Linked DNA regions of Mus musculus: region 1 is linked to region 2. The links are chromatin contacts, called in public Hi-C maps. All regions are on one chromosome and are shown on one strand. Each heading gives the region's core, a stretch centred on a gene start, on an enhancer-like site or on the middle of the called end of the contact. The rest is flanking DNA. Distances are from core to core; before and after follow the strand shown.

Region 1 (2,700 bases), core at 99-2,598, 170 kb before region 2:
TACTGAAGTCAGAATGTCTGATGGCTTAGAGACTTGCAAAAACAAACAAACAAACGAACAAACAAAAAAACCAGACAGATGACCAGATCTCAGCTGGTGTCAAACTAGCAGAATTGCTCAAGGGAGAAGGGCTCAGGCTGGAGCCGTACAGGAGAACATTCTACAAACAACTCCTGGCTTCCTCCACCCAGGTCTCATTCCACCTGGTTTCTCAAGAGCAGATCTTTTGGCCAGCCTTAAGCTCAGAGGATCTGTAAGGCAGGAGGCTGAGTTCCAGTTGCCTTTGCCCTAATTTATTGAGGCCTTTAAAAGTAAATAAATAAAACTTTGAACTCAAAACCATCTGAAAGCTTTATGAGTGAGATATGCTACTTGCCTTCAGGGGTATCAAAGATCTCTGGAATTAAAGTAATAAAAAAGAAAGAGAGAGAGAGAGAGAGAGAGAGAGAGAGAGAGAGAGAGAGAGAGAGAGAGAGAGAGAAGGAAGGAAAGGAAGAAGGAAGGAAGAAAGAAAGAAAGGAAGAAAGAAAGAGAGAAAGAAAGAAAGGAAGATAGGAAGAAAGGCTCTGTAGTTGCAGAACTAGAAAGCTGCCCAGACTGGAAGCAACTGGTTCTTGTAGCTTATTAACTTAGGTGGGGGCAGGCCAAGCACGGAAGTCCCCAGCTCTGCCCTTGTCTTTTTCTAATGGAGGATTCCCCCTGTTCCTGGGCCTTTAATCGGCCTTTGTTCCTTCGGAATCTAGAAACAAACCTTTTCCAGAAAGGCCAGGGAGAGGAAAGGGGAAGCTGGAAAATGGCTCTTGAGAACCAGTAGAAGAGAAAACAAGGGGTCAAGGGGACCTCAGCTATTACAGGTTCACTCTGGAATCTGGGGGTCTGAACAGCAAACCAGGCAACTTGTGTGGTGACCTGTGTGAGCGGAACATGGCCCTCACAAAGCCCTTTCTTTTCTCTCTTTAGAGAGATGGACTAGCACCCCCTTATTGGCTGTGAGCACGGAGGAGCTCCACGGGGGCGGAGTGCCTCCCTTGGCTTGTAGGTCTGGACCCGAGATTCCTGTGATAAACTGGAAAACAGTTCAGTGCGCTTCTCTGTTAGATGCTGCTCTTTCAAAGGCAGGGAAAAGCAGGCTCTCAGGAAGGAGCTGTCTGGTCCAGCCAGCTCAGGGATAGAGGCTTCCAGACGTTTCCAGGGGCCGAGCTGCTTTTCCTTCTCCAGAGTGATGGCCTGGCTTGTGCACTCATGCAAGACGCTGCTAGTAAGCACTTTTCATGGTGTGTGTGTGTGTATATGTGTGTGTGTGTGTGTGTGTGTGTGTGTGTATGCGTGTGTGTATGTGTGTGTGGCAGAGACAGAGAAGATAGAGACTGAGAGAGACAGAAACACGGGGCGGGGCATGGCAGGGAGAGGAGGGAGGGAGAGAGAGGAGGGAGGGAGGGAGGGAGGGAGGGAGAGAGAGAGAGGGAGAGAGAGAGAGAGAGAGAGAGAGAGAGAGAGAGAGAGAGAGAGAGAGAGAGAATATGAACCCCCTTTGCATGCAGACCCGCACAGTGACCATGTAAGGAGGAAGGAAGTGTGCTGCAGATGCTGTTTCTGTACCTGTGTGCTCAGCTAGGGCCCGGCCCTCTGCTGCCAAATCCCTGGGGGAGCTGACACATGAACCAGTTTCGCTTGTCCCCTGCACCTCCTCCAGCAGGAGCAGCAGGCTAGGCGGGGAGAGGTGACAAGCTGTAAGGCCTTTCCTGCCAGAGCCCGCCCCTCGCAGGCCTGGTGGTTTCTCTGCAAAGGAAACATTCAAAACTCCAGAACGTGGCATGGGTCTTCCCTAGCATGTGTGCCTGTCAACAAGTCACCAGTGTTGGAAGAGCTAAGGGGAATGTGTGAGTTGCAGGAAGCCCACGGAAGACTTTCCTGGAGAAGGCTGTTTACCAGGAGGCGCGTGCTTGCTTCCTGGTCCTAATTAATGTCAGTCTTGGTTACTGTGTTCGCCTTCTTGGCGATCTTCTTAGCTCCATATAATTCTGTGCTTCTACACACCGAAACCATTGCTAGCTGTGCTGAGGAGGTAAAAAGTCCCAGATTTTAAAGAGACAGCTTTTAACCAAAGGATTGTGGCAGGTAGGCGGCATGTTAACTATCCAGGCTTCCAGACAGAATGGAGACCTTGTAACACCTGCATGAGGTCCTGTCTGGGCAGGGATCCTCATTCTGGAGTGTTGCCCTTTGGGGACAGATGGCCTTTTTTTCTTTTTTTTTCTTTTGTCCAGGAAGAGAAAACCCTGTTACATAGAGGATAGAGTGATTTATGCAGACAGTTTAAAGGGTGTTTCACAGCTCTGTGGAATGCAAGAGGCAGCATGATTTGAAGGTACAGTATACTCAAGGGCCAGTGTGGAGTGCACCAATGTTTTCCTTTCCTACTTTGAAGCAAGTTTCAATCCATTTCACTGACGAAACCGGTTAACCATGTGCAAATGTGTAGCTGCCGGAGCCGATCAGCCTTCCCAAGGCTCCATGGAAGCGGTGACTTCTCTCAGCACTTGGGGTCTGGTGTCGGAATAAACTGGTCAATACTGCCTTCTACAGAGCAAATGTCTTCCTTTAGTTCTCACATTTAAAGATATTGTATTTTGGAGGGAGGGGAGACCATGCCTTAATTTTCCTTCAACTGGAAATGATCATAATAAAATATTTGCATTG
Region 2 (2,700 bases), core at 79-2,578:
AACCCCTGGGCAAAGTGAGATATAGAGACCAAAGGATGTTGGCTTGTCTGGTCTATGTAAGAACCTTGGAAAGGGTCTGTATAGTTCTCCAAGTCGCACACACCCTAGCTGGCTCTTCCAGGTTTGGTTTATGCCCTAGTTTGAGTCTCAGGTTTGGGGATCACAAGGTGCTTGGCCGGGAGGGGTGGATTAGATGTTCTGCCGAGAAAGGTGCACCTGTCTATGTCAGTGTTTGAAGGAGTGTTAGCCAAGGACCCCACACAAGGCAGGGGAGGGGGCTGTGGCTGTGAACAGGAAGATCTGACTGTGACTCCTTGCCCTGTGTTGTGTGGGAAAGCCTAGACTCTTCAACTGAAAGGCAAGGGCCAGGGCGGCCTCTCCGATTTGCTTTCTGCATTCTTCTGGCTACCAGAAAGAATGTGCTAGAAGAGTACTCACCCACGGAAGGAATGAAGTTCTGACATCTTGCTACAGCGTGACTGCACCTTGAAAAACAGCTTTAATAAATGATGACGTCACTCACCAAAGGGGCAGGTACGGTACTGTTGTACTTCTGGGAGGTTAGGGTAGACATGCTGGGACAGAGGGAGACGGAGGTCACCGGGAGCATTTTCTGGCTTCCCGGTTTCAGCGTGAGATGAGAGTGAAGTTCTGGAGATGGGTGGTGGTTAATGGTTGCACAGACTTAACACCACTGGGGTTAAAATGAGGCATATTATGCTACATCCACTGTAAGATGCACCCCCCCCTGAAAGATATGGTATAAATAGGTTGTAATATGGGATTCTAAACTCCTTTGCTATTTTTCAGAGGGAGAGAGACCAAAGGACAGTAGGAGCTAAGTTGTATGTCTGTTGGACCTGGTTGGTGTCTTCTGGCTTGGCAGGTACTAGGTAGGGCTCAGTCGGATCCAGAGGCCTACCTTTGGCTGGTCCTCGAACTCTTTCCTGTTAACATAATGTATAGGGTTTCTCCCATTCGGCCGCTAACCTCCTCCTCATAGCACTTAAACACCCAGGTTCCACTTAAAAAAAAACCCAAAAAACAAAAACCCTAATTCTATTCTAACTGCCATCTTTGTTTACTTGTGTAAACAACAGGAGCAGATCCTATTTGGTTATCACTTAAATGCTAAAAAAGAAAGAAAAACAACAACAACAACAACAACAAAAAACACCAATAAGAGGGGAAAACGTGGAAGGAAAACCATCTCTGTGTGTGCGGATTTTGAAAAAACACCCTTCTTGACAATAAACAGCCGGGCTGGGAGGGCGCGGCTGGGAGTCTTTGGAGGGGGCGTGCTGCTCTGCGGCGCCCTCTGGTGGCCGCATCCCGGCATGGTCACGCTCCACTGAGGCTTCTCCAGGGGTTGGCATTTGGGGCCTTGGTGAAGGACAGTTCTCAAAAAGAGATTTACAATCACAAGCCACAGCGTGGTGCTTCAGGTGGAGGCCCTGGAAACAACGCATCCATTCTGGACGGCTCTCTCTCTGATGGTGGCCAGTGAGGAAGATACCAAGAAGAAACAAAACAAAACAAAACAAACGAAAAAACGTGTGGCCCATCCATTATACTTATGTTGTGTGATATTGTTCCTCAGAGGGCAAAGCCGATGAGAGGAATAAGTGATTGAAACAATCATTTCATTCCCTTGGCAGGAATTCAGTCATTAGCGATATACCTATTTTACAAAGGCAGACTAGATACATTAGAGATTGAAGAAACTGGAGCAGATGTTTTCCCTCTGATAAGCACCATTCTATTAAAAAAAAACCAAAAAACCAACTCTAGAGGGTTGGAATTTGCCCAGAAAACAGGAATACATGGGTTTTTAGGTCCTTTGACATTTAAAAAATTCCAGGAAATACTACAAGTGTGATCTCTAACCAGCATAGGGACTTACATAGGACTGCACACAGCCACAGCCACGGTGGCTTAAGTAATGAGGGTCTCCTCAGTGTGTGAGTGTGTGTGAGTGTGTGTATGTGTGTGTGTGAGAGAGAGTGTGTGTGAGTGTGTGTGTGAGTGTGTGTGTGTGAGTGTGCGTGTGAGAGTGTGTATGTGTGTGTGTGAGTGTGTGTGTGAGTGTGTGTGAGAGTGTATGTGAGTGTGTGTGTGAGTGAGTGTGTGTGAGTGTGTGTATGAGAGTGTGTGAGAGAGTGTGTGTGTGTGAGTGTGTGTGTGAGTGTGTGTGTGAGAGTGTGTGAGTATGTGTGTGTGTGAGTGTGTGTGAGAGAGAGTGTGTGTATGTGAGTGTGTGTGTGTGTGTATGTGTGAGTGTGTGTGTGTGTGTGTGTGTGTGTGTGTGTGGGTCACAGGTATCCCACATGCTTTCAAGTTCCTCAGTAGTTTCTTGTGGACACTTTATGTTTTGAGGCAGCCATTGTCACCATTTCATAGTCCCAGGAGGAGGTGAGGTTCCAGTGCTGGCGACTTGATGACGGTCCAGTACAGCCCCCAAATCTTAGTGAGGCGAAGCATACCACCTGGTGTTAGTGCTGGATGTAAATTCTTGTCCCCACATCTATCCTGGGACAGAGCAGCTTAAGCCCTAAGGAACCTGGAGGAGGCTAAGGCTACTCGAGTGTGAGGGTCATAGGTTGTATCAGACTCCTCTAGATGCTCACAGAGATCTGCAAAGGCTCACCCCTAACTCCTAAGGATGGTGTCAGGCAAGTATTGATCTGGATGGGGCCCAGC

The links. A called contact is a pair of places that touch in the nucleus more often than the background predicts.
Region 1: a Hi-C map of the N1E-115 cell line shows a contact between it and region 2, with 8 times the contacts expected there. The contact joins two enhancer-like sites. A contact is called at or near these places in 5 of 484 Hi-C or Micro-C datasets (the AML12 cell line, the HL-1 cell line, the N1E-115 cell line and 2 more) and 2 of 115 datasets of contacts at active chromatin or transcription factors (embryonic stem cells and pancreatic cancer cells).

Annotation. Positions count from the first base shown.
Region 1 is chr17:4,945,164-4,947,863 of GRCm38.p6, reverse strand. It overlaps Gm41517 (a long non-coding RNA gene), which reads left to right. Exons shown (of 4, transcript XR_876352.2): 4 at 2,268-2,700. Among named protein-coding and RNA genes, the nearest start is that of Gm34625, 7.7 kb to the left of the region's middle. Within about 2 kb of position 1,348, at least 100 of the 459 cell types and tissues checked have an H3K27ac peak or open chromatin away from gene starts, as enhancers often do. A contact at or near this core is called in the N1E-115 cell line and uterus, where this site is marked.
Region 2 is chr17:4,776,994-4,779,693 of GRCm38.p6, reverse strand. No RefSeq gene overlaps it. Among named protein-coding and RNA genes, the nearest start is that of Gm34371, 16 kb to the left of the region's middle. Within about 2 kb of position 1,328, at least 20 of the 459 cell types and tissues checked have an H3K27ac peak or open chromatin away from gene starts, as enhancers often do. A contact at or near this core is called in the N1E-115 cell line and uterus, where this site is marked.